Regions from separate parts of the Ovis aries genome. Here region 1 is linked to region 2. A link is a contact called in public Hi-C data. All regions are on one chromosome and are shown on one strand. The core of a region is the stretch at or near the end of the contact, and the rest is flanking DNA. Distances in the headings are between cores, read along the strand shown. Region 1 holds the start of LRRC32 (leucine rich repeat containing 32). Region 2 has its middle 34 kb from the start of LRRC32.

Region 1 (7,512 bases), core at 261-2,760, 34 kb before region 2:
CTACCCATGCTCTCCTAGCAGCTCAGGTCCCCTCTTAGCAAAGCTTTGCCGATCTCCTCCTCTGAGTCTACGTTAGGCCCTGCCCCATCCCCACCCTGTTCCCCTAGTGCTCACAGATTGTCATCTCTGAGCTGTCCCCATCTGCCCAGGCCTGTACCCACAGTGAGCCAGATGGGAGGAAGCAAAGGCAGATGCCATTGAGAATTCAAGGAACTCGGCTTGTTAAGTCCAGCTTCACCCTGATTTCCCACAAGGCTGTGGGTGGTCCCTTCCCCATCCGTAAAATGGGGCACTGTGCTACTTTCAGGGCTGGTGGCCATCAGGGAAGAGAAGCGTTGAGGAAGAGGAATTCTCTACCACCCTTGGAACCGGGGTCTGGAGGATAGCTGTGACCCTCTTCTGCTTGGCACCCCTCCCTCGGGTCCACACTCAGCAGGGCAGGGCAGCTGTGATTTGGCAGAGTCAAGGCATCTAGAAGAGGAGGTGGCTTTGGGGAAGATGTGTAAAAGACAGTGATACCACTGTGCTGCTTCTTGAATAGCACTTGAAGACAACCTGAGTAAGATGGTGCTGGAAATGGGGATTCAGTTTGGCCAGGGTTGGGATGATCCCCTGGAGGAGAGCATGGCAACCCACTCCAGTATTCTTGCCTGGAGGATCCCATGGACAGAGAAGCCTGGCGGGCTACAATCCATGGGGTCACAAAGACAGGCCATGGATGAGCGACTAAGCACAGCACAGCTAGCTTTTTGTGAAGACTGGGCTGAAATCCCTGTCTCTTATAGTCAGTGTGACTTTGGATGTGCCACTTAACCTGAGACTCAGTTTCCCCAAATGGGGACCTTACTAGTCCCAGACAGGTGATTTTTATCTATACTCGACGACCTCATCCCTAACTTGTTTCTCCACCTGAATCCTGGAGACTTGGATGGTACCTTTCCACAGCTGCTTGAGGGTCCAGGAGACGCTGGAGGAGGCTCTGAACACTACAGCCCAATCCAGAGAGGGGACTGTGGACCCACCAGAGGGGATGGCTGCGGTGTGGGGAACCCCCTTGGAGCCGCCCCAGGGCCAGTGAAGGGTCATTTCCTTCCGTGTTCAGCCCCGCCGTCACCTCTCCTGTTTGCCTCCCCTAAGTGCGGCGGCGCCAACAGCGGGAGAAATCGGGGGCAGGCCGGATTTCCTCTGCGGACCTGCTAGAGCCACCCGCCCCTCCGGACCCCGCGGGGCCACGAACTGCACGTGCAGCGGCGGCCTCGGTGGCACAGCGCTTCCTTAGGGACCCCTCTCCTTCCCCGTCCTTTCATCCTGTCCTCTTCGACCCGCCCCTCCCCAGCCTCGCAGTTTCGGCCGCGAGAAAATGCTTCCTCCCCTCGCCGGTTCCGGATAAACCGAGTCACGCGGGGGCGCGCCGGCCGGGCGCTAGGACCCCGCGGCCGGGCCGAGGGGGGGCGTGGTGGGGCGGGTCGGCGGGAGAGGTATTTAAATTGGAGCCCCGGTCGCCCTCTCGTGGATCGGGCTCCCGTGGGGCGGTGGAGCCGCCGTGCGCCTCCTCGGGCCGTGACCCCGGGGTCTGGCGCGGGGTGGGACGGGGAGGGCAGGTTTGCGCAAAATGTGCCGGGGCTGCCCGGGAGAGGAGCGGCGGCCGCGCTGAGCCAGGTAGGAGCCGCCCAGCGGGCGAGGCTGGCCGGCCCCTCGGGGAACTGGCGGTCCCGAGCCCCTCTCGAGCACCCGGCGCGGAGCTGGGCTGGGGCTGGTTCATCGAGACACTGATCCTCAACAATCGCCCCCCCACCCCACCCCACTACCAATACTTTGTGCGTGGGGCCAGGGTTGACCCTGCCTCGGCTCCAGGCTCCTAGCTCAGCGGATCTTTCCCGCGAAGGGCAGGGCGAGGCCGGCGTTCCCATTTGACAGATGGGAAAACAACCGCAGAAAGGCCAGCACTTGCCCAGGGAACACACAAGCTAGTCAAGGGCCGTTCAGGATTTGTCTCTGGTCTCCTTCTGCCCTCTAACCCTGGCGGGGGGGAGGGGGCTGGGGGCGGGTATGTGGGTCTTCCCATCCCACCGCACCAGATAGCCTGCCCATCTCTAGGGGTGCAGAGGGTGAGGCACCCACCTCTCTCCTAGGGTTTCCGCAGCCAGCCCTCTTCATGGGTGGTAGGACGTGAGGGACCCCCACCCCCACTCTCAGCTGCCTGAAATTCCGCCATCACAGACACATTCCTTTGGGTTAAGGTCTAATTCCCCCGTGGGCTGCACATGTCTCCAGAACGGGGCTTGCCCTTAGTGATTCACTGCTGGCTGGGAACATCCACAGCAGCTCTCCCAGGACCCGACTCTGCCCGTGATCCAGGCTGAGAGGAGGGAGAGGAGCACCCAGGAGCAGCCCGAAGCCCGGCACTGTGAGCCTGTCTGCTGCTGTGTGGGTTGGGGGTTGGGGGATGTGTGGAGTGAGTTAGAAAGGAGATCTTGGCCTGGTGTTGTGGAAACACTTGCTTTAGGAGGCAGACAGACTGGATTCTGATCCTGACTCTGCCATTAACTGCCTATGTGACCTTGGGTAAGTCATCTCCCTGAGCCTAGTTTTCCTCGTGGGCAAATTCTGTAGGAGGCAGGCAGCTCAGCACCTGCTGGAAAAAACACAACACACAGATGTGGGCTAAATCCCAAAACATTTATGAGCTGGGTAACTCTGGGGTAAGTCACTTCACCTTTCTGAGTCTCAGTGTTCTCATATGTAAAATGGAAATTATAGTAACTGCTTCACTGGGCTGTTGTGAGAATTAAATGAAATGATACGTGTCAAGTGCTAAGAAGAGTATCTAACATCCTTAAACACTAGAGATGGGCTTTATGTTTGTAGTGCCCCTCCACCTCATTTCTCTCTATCCCTCTCTCTCTCTCGCACACACTTTCACACACACCTACACATTTTCTTGGCACTTCTCCTCCCAGAGTCCTAAGATGTTTTTTGCCTCCTCTTCCCTGGGCCACTTGTCTGGCCAGAGGCCTTCCTCTTGAGCGCTCCTCGCCTCACCTGGGCTGCTCAGCCCTGCAAGTTTGTTCCCTCTGGGAAAGACAGTATGTGTCCAGGATACCTTCACAGCCATCTCTGCTTGATCATCACAACCACTGGGGGCAAACAGTGGCAAAACAGGAACCAGGCTACTTGCTTTACAGATGGGACATGGAGACCCTGAAAGGTGAAGGGACATCCCCCAGGGCACAGGGCTGGTGAGCAGTAGAGTCAGGATGGGAGCCTGGGTCTCAGTGATCCCAGTCCTCCCTTTTGAGAGCGAGTAGCCCTCAAATTCTACACACTGTCTGGGTACTGCTGAAGGGTGCCCACCATCAAGGGGCCCCTCTCCTTTGGATGGCAGGGCAGAGTTCCACATGCTGCAGGGAAGGGCCCCCCTGGATGTTCAGCTGCCCACCTGGGAGATAAGATGGGATTTGGCAGGGGAACAGGAAACAAGAGCCCCTTTAGAAGGTTCAGAACTAACCCACGTCCTCTCTTATCCTTACCTACCTTATCCTTACTCACCACTTGGCCTTTTGCAGTGGACTGCTACCCCTCACTTTTCTGTTTATTCAATAGATCTTTAGTGAGCACTGCTTATTAGACCCCTGTTCTCAGAATAAGAAATAAGCTATTAGGAAACAACCAAAACGAGGAAAACAGTAAAACATATGCAGATCTGGGGAGGTGGAGGGAGCAAGCAGGGCAAAGGCCCTGAGGCAGGAGGGCACTTGCTTGAGGAATGGAGAGAAAGCTAGGACTCGGTGAAGGGAGGGCAAATGGTAGATGGAGTTAGAGAGGAGGTTGTGTACATCTGGATTTTATGGGAGGCTTTCAAGCAGTGAGATTCATGGTCTGATACATGATTTAAAGACATCACTCAGGCTACTATGCTTAGGGCAGACTGGAAGAGATCAGGGTGAAAACAAGGTGTTGCTGGGATTGAGGCCCAGGGTCATGGTGGTGCCTCAGTCTGTGGGGTGATGGGCAGATCCAGAATCTGGTTTTTTAGGAAGAGCAGACAGAACCTGCTGATGAGGGGAGGGAGTGTGGCAGGGAGGTAAAGGGAGGGTCCAGGAAAGAAACTGCTTTCTCCAGCGTCACCGTGTCACCGAGGCGCCGCGTGCCGATTCTCACTGCCTTCCTGGACCTGTGCAGTGTGAGATGGGGCCCAGTGGAGAGTAAGGCCCCTCTGCCCTGGGGACACACCCCATGGTGATGGGGGAGGGGTGAAGGGAGGGGAACCAGGGGCTGATGGGATGCTTGGCGCCAATATATAGCCCAGACTCGGAGAACCAGAGAAGGCTTCTTGGAGGAGGTAACGTCTAGGCTGAGACCCAAAGAATGAGGAGGTATTCAGCACAATAGAGGGGAGGAAGTGAAGGTTAGGGGCAGTGAAAAATGCTTAGAGAACTGAAGGGAATTTGAGGCTTCCAGAACACAGAATAGGAGAAGGGACAGTGAGAAATGAAGCTGGAGGGAAGAGCTGGTGAGGCAGGCACACTCCTCAAGGCCCTCGAAGGCCCTGCTGAGGGGTTTCCACTCAATTCTGAGTATACTGGGTTTCAAAAGGGTGGTGATGTTCTGCTTTTTAAACAGCAGAACAGAATTTCCTGTAAGAGCCCAACCTGTAACGCAGGTGAGAGGAAGAACAGCTGTGGGGCAGGGAGCCCATGGCCCCGGGGGAACCCAGGGAACAGGGCTTAAAAGACACCACTGCGTTCTTTGCCTATCTGAACAAGGAAGGACCTCAGAGCACCCATCTTCATTTACAAATCATAGCAAGGATGTTTATGGGTTCTAACAGTAAAGACTCAGCCCATAAAGGTTCTATACATGCATCTTCTAAAGCATCCCTCAGATTCACAATTCAGCACTTACTTATTGAGCACCTGCAGGAGACCTTATAGCGTAGAGGTTAAGGGCACAGATCCAGAAACCCAACTTCCTGCGTCTGTCACTTGTTATTTGTGTGACCTTGGGCATGTTGCTTAATTTCTCTGAGCCTCCATTTTCCTGTCTGCACAGTGGGAATGGTGATCATAAAACCAAGTCATTGAATTATTGGGGAGAGTAAATGAGTTCATAGCTGTAAAGTGTCGAAAAGAGTGCCTAGAGCATGAGAGCTCTGTGTGTGACACTTTCATAGAATACGTCTCATTTGATCTTTAACAAAACTTGGCAAGGTTGGCATTAGCCTCAGAAGAGGAAACTGAGGCTCAGAGAGGTGAAGCGGCTTGTGCAAAGTCACATAGCAGGTAACTGGAGGAGACAGAGGAAGCAGTCTGGTGTGGGTGACTCTGAGTCCAGTGCTCTTGGAGAGCATTATATGTCTCTCCTTGTTAATGTTTTGAATGTATTTATATTATGGTCACTTCTGGGCCTTTATCTGTGTCCCCAGTTCCCAGTACAGAGCCAGACATGAAGAGGCATTCAGTAAAGATGTGGGCGAATGAATGAATGAATGAATGAAATTGATGGACTGAGCTGTTTGTTGCTAGCACTTGACCCAGGTTCTCAGTGAATGAGCCCGTAGCAGCACTGGGATGCTACCCATCTGGGGGCTTTGTGGTGCCCCTCAACCTCAACCAGGCTGCTCATAGAGAGAAGGGCTGGCCCAGCAGGCCTGGGTGTCCCACTGTGCAGGCGGTGGCTTCAGTGAAAGTTAAGGGCCTGGCAGCCTGTTCCTGGGGAAGTCCACGGGCCACAGTGCTGGGGGCAGGGCAGGCCTCCTGGCGGGGCTTCCTGTCAAGGCTCCAGGCTCAGCCTTCAAACAATGGCAGGGACTCGGGGATCAGAAAATCAAAAGAGAAAGGGCAAAATAAAGTTCTGCGGGTGGGGGGATTGAGGAATTCCGTTTGGAACTTGAGCTCAGATGGGGGGCCTGCTTGTGGCCTGTGTGGACCTGGAGTCAGAGGCCCAGCCCTGAGCTTGGCCCAGGGCAGCCTTCAGGCCTGTCTGTCTCCTGCTCGCCTCCTCCATGCTGTTTCTGCCTGATGGGGCCTTTCAAAACCCAAATCTGACCTTGTCACCCACTGCTTAAAAACTCCTGTCCAGGGTAATGGCTTAGCCCCTCCATCTGGCACCGAAGGCCCTTTGTGATGGGCTGCAGCGCTGTTTCCCACCACCTTCACAAGGGGCCCCATTCACAGCACCTTCTGTCCAGCTCCCGCTGTGGTCTGGGGTTCCCTGAGAGCAGCTGCAGACAGAAGGGGGCGGTGGGAGCCCGCGGTGGGAAGGAGCCTGCGGTCTTACCATCTCCCCCTTTCCTCCTACCCTGTGCAGAGCCATGAGCCACCAGATTCTGCTGCTTCTGGCCGTGCTGACCCTGGGCCTGGCTACCTCCCAACACCGAGACAAGGTGCCCTGTAGGAAGGTAAGACGCTCTGCCTCGGAAGGGAGAGCTCCTCATATCCCCTGCCCCCGGGGGTCCTACTGCCCCAGAAGCCAGAGGCTAGAGGGCTCAGAAGAGGAAAGGGGATCCACTTAATGGCATTAAAGCTGACATTTAATGAGCACCTACTAGAATGTCCAAATGCCCTGTTTACTATTAATCCTGCCAGGTAAGTATAATCATTCCAGTTTCAGAGAATTGGAAACCCGCTTGGAGAAGCTAGCCAACTTGTCCGAGGTCATTCACTTCTGGCCTTTAGGGACTCTATTTCCTCAAGCCGCCCCCACAGGGCAGTGGGTCCAGCTGGCTGCTGAAGAATATGTGTGTATGCATGCTAAGTCACTTCAGTCGTGTCCGACTTTTTGTGACCCCATGGACTGTAGCCCACCAGGCTCCTCTGTCCATGGGGATTCTCCAGGCAAGAATGCTAGAGTGGGTTGCCATGCCCTCCTCCTGGAGATCTTCCCGACCCAGGGATCGAACCCACATCTCTTACATCTGCACTGGCAGCCAGGTTCTTTACAACTGGTGCCACATGTGAAGCTCTGAAGAATATGTATATGTGTGGGGAACCTGGGGTGGGCAGCTGGAAAAGGCTCTTCTGTCCTGGGCAAATCCCCTTCCTAACTGGGCTCCTTAGCTTGGGCCCAACTGCTGTATTCCTGTGTGATGCCTCTCACTTATTACTGCCCAGATCAAATGCCGCCTTCTCCAAGAAGCTTTCCCTGACCCCTCCCAGGCCATCTATTTTCTGGGCTCCCACAGTCCTAAGCCTCCCTCCTTCTCAACACTGAGCACATGGGGTAGTTGGTAAATGGGTCCACGCCTGACTCAGCTACCAGACCAAGAGGTCCTCAAGGGCAGTGACAAGGTTTGATCCATTTTGTCCCATTTTCCTGGAGTCAGGGAAACTAGCTCTGAGGTTACTGTGACCCTGTGGGATACAGAGAAAAGAGATTATCTAGCCTAACTGGAAGGCTGGACAGTCACTGAGGTCAAGGCCAGAGCTTGGGCTGGGGAAGGGACAGGGCCTCCAGTAGCCTCATTTGGACCTGGGACTGGAAGCTCGTGACACAGAGTTGGTGTTGTTTTAG
Region 2 (7,386 bases), core at 2,420-4,919:
GGGGTGGGGTGCCATTGCCTTCTCCAAGGGGTCACCCTAGGTCACTCCTAAGTGTCCTGCAGCTTGTGGGGAGAACCTCTGCCGCTTCTTCTTCCTTGTGTCCCCCAGCTGGGGGAGGAGGAGACAAAACCTAGTTTCAGACCCCACCCCCAACCTCGGGACACTCTGCTTCTTCTAGGTGGAAGCCCAGGAGACCCAGCATGTCCCAGGAGATGAGGACTCCAGAGGAACTCAGTCCTAGCCCCTGGAAACCCGTTTCATTGTTTTCACAGCAGCACCAGCCCAGAAAGGCAGGAGGTGCTGGAGACTCGACGGGGAGGCAGGAGACTCAACGGGGAGGCAGACTTTGCCAAGTCACCCTCCTGTCTCAGGTGGGTGGGGATGGGGCTGTGGGGAGCATCCCAGTGGAGATGGGGAACATGGTAGTAAGGCAGGAGAAGGTCCAGCTTGGTCTCAGCTGGGATCCCAGCAGGAGATTGGGCCGTTCAAGGTGAGGAACTGAAGAGAGATGAATGACATGATGGGCAGATGAAGGGAACCGACAGAGGGTGAGGAGCGATGTCCAGACCAGCAACGGAGGGGCTGGAAGCAGTTCCCCACTTGCAGCAATGGTGTTCCCAGAGCCAGCAGAGCCTGCACTGTGGCCAGGCGGGAGGAGCAGAGAGACTGAATGCTTTGCCCTCTCTCTCCTCCCTCCCTGGCCTCCCGCCATAGCTTCTTCTTGGCTGAACCTAACAGAAGGGTGAAGCCTCCACAGAAGTCAGCCCCCCGGGACACAGAGCAGAACGGAGGACAGAGCTGGGGCGTTTGGAGAGTGACCAGTGTGGCATGGATTCTGGTGAAAGTGCCAGCTGCTCCGCTTTCCAGATGTTCAAGGAGGCTTTTCACCTCTTCATTTTCCTCATTCGTAGAGAGACAACTGGCGAGATGCCTGCCACATAGAGAGCACTCAATGTTTCCTTTCCATGGTCCAATCTCTCCCACAGTTCTACTCAGCAAAAAGCTCCCTACTCCATGTACACATGGGCACTCCCACTGCACCTCCAATCCTGTTTATCTCCACGTCAGACGAGATGTTCTTTGAAGCATCTTGCTGTGCAAGGCTTGGGGTCTGAAGACTTGGGTCAAGGCCATGGCTCCATCCCCTACTTTAAGAAAGTCCCTTGACATGTCTGAATCTTGACTTTTCTCATCTACTAAAATAGTCACCATAAACAGTGCATTTTTATTATTTTAGCTCATACCCTTGGTACACCTTCCCATGTCCTCTGAGATTCTCCTTCAGGAGGAAGCTGTGGGTGCTAATTCACATGAGTGTGTAAATGACTGACAACTCACTCAGAGCTCTTGCAAGGGCCTGGGAGGACAAATAGCTGCCTCACTCATCGAGATTACAGGGTGTCTCTTGTTCATATCTGCATCACTGGTACCTCACACAATGTCTTCCTCATGGGCAGAGGGTAATGGTTTGTAGAAAGGCTACATTCTCCTCTGATGTACCTCTGTGTTCTGGATACCCAGCTGGAACCTGGCCCACAAGGTGCTCATGGGGATTCTCCAGGCAAGAATACTGGAGTGGGTTGCCATGCCCTCCTCCAGGGGATCTTCCCAAACCAGGGATCGAACCCGGGTCTCCAGCATTGCAGGCAGATTCTTTACCACCTGAGCCACCAGGGAAGTCCATGTGATCGGTATGTGAAGGGATTGCTGAGTTCAGTGGGGCCCCAAAGACCATGTGTGAGCGTGGGGGTTCCTGGCTGCCACAGTTGGGGGCGGACAGGATCACACCTCTCTGCATGCAAGAAGTCAACGCCTTGGCAACAGCTGCAGCCAGCTGGCACTAGGTCCCGGCAAGAGTCATTGTTTGGCCAAAACAGGAAGCCACCAGAGGGGAAGTGTGGCCTCGCCTCAGTGAACCCCTGAAGAATGGCCCCTGAGAAACCTGGGGACGTGCTGGCAGGCACGGACCACACTGCAGCTGTATCACCACCACCTCAGGCTGGGCAGCAGACCTCACCTGACCTGTGTGACTTGGTGCCGGAGAACAGGGCTGAGAGCCAGGGTCTGGGTTCCAGTCCTCTGTGACCTTGGGCAGTTACTGCCCCTCTCTGAACAGATTTCCTCATCTGTCGAGTGATGCATCGAACTACACATTTCACCAAATGGATCCATGTCTGGCAATCTCATTGGCAGTCCCTCTGGCTGCCTGTTTCCTGTTGCCTTTTAGAACAGACCAGGCCCATGGAATGACCGCTTCCCACCAGGAGAGGGGAGGCATGATGGTTCAGATGCACGATTAGGGAAACACCATCTCCTCATTTCATTACATTCTCCCGACAATTATGCCAAGAAGAGAAGGTGGGGTTAGCCCTCCCATCGCACAGAGGAAAACACAGAAGCTCCAAGTCAGGATTTGAACCCCCAGCCCTGGCCTTGGGTCCCAGAGCTCCTGGGAAGCCTTGCGTCATGAGTGAGTGCATACTCAGGCTGGAGAGGCAGGTGGCCTTCCACACCACAAGATGGGCTCTGACCCTGAGCCACTGGGGACAGGCGCTGTGGATACCCAGAGGAGCTTGACTCAGGCTCGCAGCTGGAGGTCTGCTGTTTGTTTGCTGTGTATTTTTCTCAGTTCAGGCTATGCCACTTACCCACTTGTGTGACACAAACAAGGCACCCCACCTACCCTCTGCCTCAGTGACCTCAGCGGTCACCTGGAGAGGATGCCCATCCTGCTGACCCCAGGCTGAATGGGGGTTGGATGAGCCAAGGGGGGACAGAGGCTTATCATCCTGTAGACATGTTGGTTGCCCATCCAGCCTCTACTGCAGTCTGCCTGCCTTACTTACAGGACTTCAATTCTGCTCAACCTCTCAACCTGCAAGTTTAACACTGCGCGTGCTTAGTCACTTCAGTCGTGTCCAACTTTTTGTCACTCTATGGACCATAGCCTGCCAGGCACCTCTGTCCATGAAATTCTCCAGGCAAGAACACTGGAATGGGTTACTGTGCCCTCCTCCAGGGGATCTTTCTAACCCAGGGATCAAATCTGCATCTCTTACGTCTCCTGCATTGGCAGGCAGGTTCTTTACCACTAGTGCCACATAGGAAGCCCAATTAATCTAAGCCAATTGATCTAAACCAACCAGCACAGGCATTCTCTGAGAGACTATCACCAACTGGAAACATGACCCAGGTTGTCCTATTCAAACTAAAGAAAAGGACTTTAGTCCAGAGTTGGGAGAGAAGTCCTCTCTTACACTTTCTTGCTGGACATTTCACACGGAAATGTGTAGCCTCTGTTGTCACTGATAGCTGTCATGGGGCCACAAAGAGAACCAGCCAAGGACAAGAAAGAAATAGAAAAGCTTATGTTCTTGATTATACAAGGAATTGCTGCTGGAGCCAGAACCACCCACTGAGGGCTTGTAGTGGTGAGAGGTGATACATTTCCTTGTTATATTTAGACGCTAGAGACAGTTTTCTCTTACTTGCAGCCAAAGGCATCTTCAGTGCCCCTCATTATCGAGCAGGTTCTGGTGCACAGCAGGAGAATGAGCTGCCTTCCCGTGTTGGGTCCCTCATGTTATTCAAGCCTTTGGACGGTTGTGAGGGTGGTTGCAAAACCTCTGGGCACCCAGCCAGAGCTGATGACTTGTTCACAGCTTTTTGGAAGCTCTGCATTCTTTCCTCTCTGTTCCTCGAGCCAGAGACAATTCCTCCCTCCCTGCAGCTGGCCTCTGGCCTCGGCCCAGCCACCCCACCGACATGAATGCTGCAAGATTGATGGGAGTGAAGAGACTGTGAGCCTAGGCCCCGAGACCCCAGCCCTGGCTGATCTTTCTGCTCAGCCTCTGTTTTTCTCTCTCCTCTTCCCTCCAGGGACCTCGGCCTCTTCCCAACTTAGGATCAAAGAATTTTCAGAATATAAGAGCCCCTAGAAACGACCTGGTACAAGCTCTTTGATGTACAAAAGTGGAAACTGGGGCCCAGATGGAGGTGAGAAACTTGCTCCAGATCATATGGATCTGGGACTAGAACCCAGGTCCCTTGATTCCCAGTCCAAGACTCTTTCCCATAGGCTATAGAAACGTCATAATTTGACATAACTTTTTCTTTTTTGAATATTGACGGTAGAGCTGGCATCACTTACCCCAGCGCTCCTTTTCTGTCCCTGTGACCGCTGCTCTGATTTGGGCTTCCCAATCTCTTGCCTGGTGTTGGTTTCATTTTAAGTCTGTCCCGTTCCCATCTACAATTCTACCATCCACACAGCAGCCAGAGGGATTGTCTTTAACACAGACCTGATTCTCATCTCCCCGCTTCACTGCATAGGCCGTGTGACCCAGAATCTATAATCTGGTTTACAGATCCCCTCAGGACTGGTCACTGCCCAACCTCATCTTCCAGGTAAGATCTATATTCCCCACTACGAAACTTGATTGATGCCTCCTCCAGGCAGCTCTCCCACATCCCTCTGTAGTGAACAGTACTGTATTAGAGTCTATCACAGAGCTCTTCTCAGGGTGGGAGGCTCTGACCCAGATGTCTGCTCCCTGGATGGTGAGTGCTTCCAAAGCAGAGGCTGCATCTGCTCAGTGTCCCTGCCCGCCTGCCCTCTCCACCAGATTTGACCTTGCCCTGTACTCTCCATCAGGCTCGAACTTGCCCATGTGTGGTTTCATCCTGTTGGTTCCAGTAATCTGTCAATCGTCCTGGGAAGGCAAGGAGCTCAAGGGCGAACGGCAGGAGATTCTGATTCCTCCTCCTGAGTGGGCTCCGTCCTTCCCATCTTTGCCCCTCCTCAGAACTGACTTGGGTGTGAGTATGTCTCTGCTCCAGAGCACAGACATTAGACACTAGCCTGGGGCTATAGGAAGTCACAGGGGCAAAGCTTAGCAGACAGTGTCCTCTGAGCATAGCCAAAAAACCCTGAACTTGGAACTCAGTGCTGGGATTCTAGGAGCTCCATTTCCAGGAATCAAATCCTAAGGGAGAAAATTTCAGAATGTGAAAAAAGATAGACATGGGAAATTTATAACAGCAAAAATCTGGAAACAATCTAGAAGTCTAGCAATAATTGAAAGGTTAAACATATGCTCTAATGGTGAAATATGGTACCGTCATTATTATGTTTGCAAAGAGTTGTTATTAACATGGAAAAGTATTAAGTGAAAAAGAACAGAATATAAAGCCATATATATAGTATGACCATAACTGGAAAAAAAATACATAAAGACTGGGAGGAAATAGACTGAACACTAAAAGTGGTTGACTTGGGGTAGAAAGATTAAATTTTTCCTTGGCTTATACTTTCCTGACAACAAATGTCCGTCTAGTCAAAGCTATGGTTTTTCCAGTAGTCATGTATGGATGTGAGAGTTGGACTATAAAGAAAGCTGAGTGCCAAAGAACTGATGCTTTTGAACTGTGGTGTTGGAGAAGACTCTCAAGAGTCCCTTTGACAGCAAGGAGATCCAACCAGTCCATTCTAAAGGAGATCAGTCCTGAATATTCACTGGAAGAACTGATGCTGAAGCTGAAACTTCAATACTCTGGCCACCTGATGCGAAGAACTGACTCACTGGAAAAGACCCTGATGCTGGGAATGATTGAAGGCGGGAAGAGAAGGGGACAACAGAGGATGAGATGGTTGGATGGCATCACCGACTCAACGGACATGAGTTTGAGTAAGATCTGGGAGTTGGTGATGGACAGGGAAGCCTGGCGTGCTGCATTCCATGGGGTCGCAAAGAGTTGGACACAACTGAGCAACTGAACTGAACTGAACTGAAACTTTCCTGTGCTTTCCAAAGTTTCTACTGTAAACTCATACTCATTTTATAGTCAGAAAACTTCTACTATAAACTTCTATTCATTTTATAATCAGAAAAACAAATTAGACAAGGGAAAAAGATCAGTTCTAGTTCTAACTTTGGTGATAATCAGACACATGACTTGGGGCAAGTCAACCACCCTCTATGATTTGACTTCTTCTGTTTGTTCACCTGTTCCTTCCTTTTTCCATTCTAGGAATCTCTCCAAAAGGCCTCACCTGTGCCAGCTGGGTACTAAGGACCCAAAATTGAATCAGAACATAGATATGTGAAAAGATAGTTAACCTTGTTCATAATGAGAGAAATATAAATTAAGCCAAGGGTTATGTTTAAGTTTATCAGATTGGCAAAGCCTCAGAAGTTTGACAACATACACTTTTGGCGAGACTGTGGGTAATGACATTCTCTCATACTGTATGTGGTGGCTATACAAAAAGGGGCAAGCTCTCTATGGAGGGGATTTGGTAATTTCCGGAAAAATTTCATATGTGCTTCTTCTTGAACATTATTTGTCACTGCCTTTCTTTGGGATTGGAATGAAAAAAGACCATCTCCTGTCCTGTGGGCACTGCCGTGGTTTCCGAATTTGCTGGCATATTGAGTGCAGCACTTTCACAGCATCATCTTTTAGGATTTTAAAGTCTTAGGTTTTATTTAAAATACCAATATGAACTCTTGGTGTGAATTTTGTTAAGCCGCAAGCATATCCCAGCTCTGCACCCTGAAATAACTGGACATAATGACAGCCAAATAGCACAGAGCACTCCTCGCACCCAGGTTTGTGGCCTCTCATGTCACTTCTCCTTTAAGAAACCAGAACTTCTTGGATAGATAGCTGATTCCAGATCTGGGCCAGAAATGCACAAGACAAATCTGGACATCTTGTCCTACCAGAAAGTCAGGAAGCTACTAAACACTACTTAGGATTCAGATCGAAAGGACTCAGAAGTCAATTAAAGAGATCCCTACTGGCCAAAAATGGGATGATTTGATAATAACTGTAATAGAGTAAAACATATCAAATGCACTAAAACTATAAGATAGGAATGATACAAAAACCCAAAACAAACAAAACCCTGTTGGTCACCTTTAGAGAATATTAGAGACTCAACTCCTTATTCTGAAAGCTGATAAATAAGAGGAAAACATCAAGCACTTTTCTTACAATTCATGAATAGATTGTACCTCAGAGAAACCAGAGTTGATGACAGAAGTTTCTCTCTATAGAAATATTCCAGTTAATAAATGAAGAAGAAAGTAAAATATTGTTTTGAAAATCTCAAAAGTAGTGGATCTAGGCAATGATCTTCAAAGTCGTTTGGTGCTGGTTTAGTCACTAAGTCATGTCTGACTCTTGCGATTCCATGGACAGGGGAGCCTGGCAGGCTACAGTCCATGGGATTCTCCAGGCAAGAATGCTGGAGTGGGTTGCCATTTCCTTCTCCACGAGATCTTCCCAACCCAGGAATAGAACCTGGGTCTCCTGCATTGTAGGCGGATTCTTTACCAACTGACCTACAAGGGAAGCCCCTCAAAGTCTTTTAGAAGCCTC

What was found. A called contact is a pair of places that touch in the nucleus more often than the background predicts.
Region 1: a Hi-C map of tail adipose tissue shows a contact between it and region 2, with 1.7 times the contacts expected there. The contact joins the promoter of LRRC32 here to the enhancer-like site in region 2. A contact is called at or near these places in 3 of 16 Hi-C or Micro-C datasets (blood, omental adipose tissue and tail adipose tissue).

Annotation. Positions count from the first base shown.
Region 1 is chr15:54,814,269-54,821,780 of ARS-UI_Ramb_v3.0, reverse strand. It overlaps LRRC32 (leucine rich repeat containing 32), which reads left to right and starts at 1,510. Exons shown (of 4, transcript XM_042233281.1): 1 at 1,510-1,659; 2 at 2,323-2,407; 3 at 6,310-6,400. The coding sequence starts at 6,314. It overlaps LOC101109482 (guanylate cyclase D-like), which reads left to right. Exons shown (of 28, transcript XM_042232618.1): 27 at 108-162; 28 at 1,138-1,862. The coding sequence ends at 1,862.
Region 2 is chr15:54,782,269-54,789,654 of ARS-UI_Ramb_v3.0, reverse strand. No RefSeq gene overlaps it. Among named protein-coding and RNA genes, the nearest start is that of LRRC32, 34 kb to the left of the region's middle. Within about 2 kb of position 3,669, at least 12 of the 54 cell types and tissues checked have an H3K27ac peak or open chromatin away from gene starts, as enhancers often do. A contact at or near this core is called in tail adipose tissue, where this site is marked.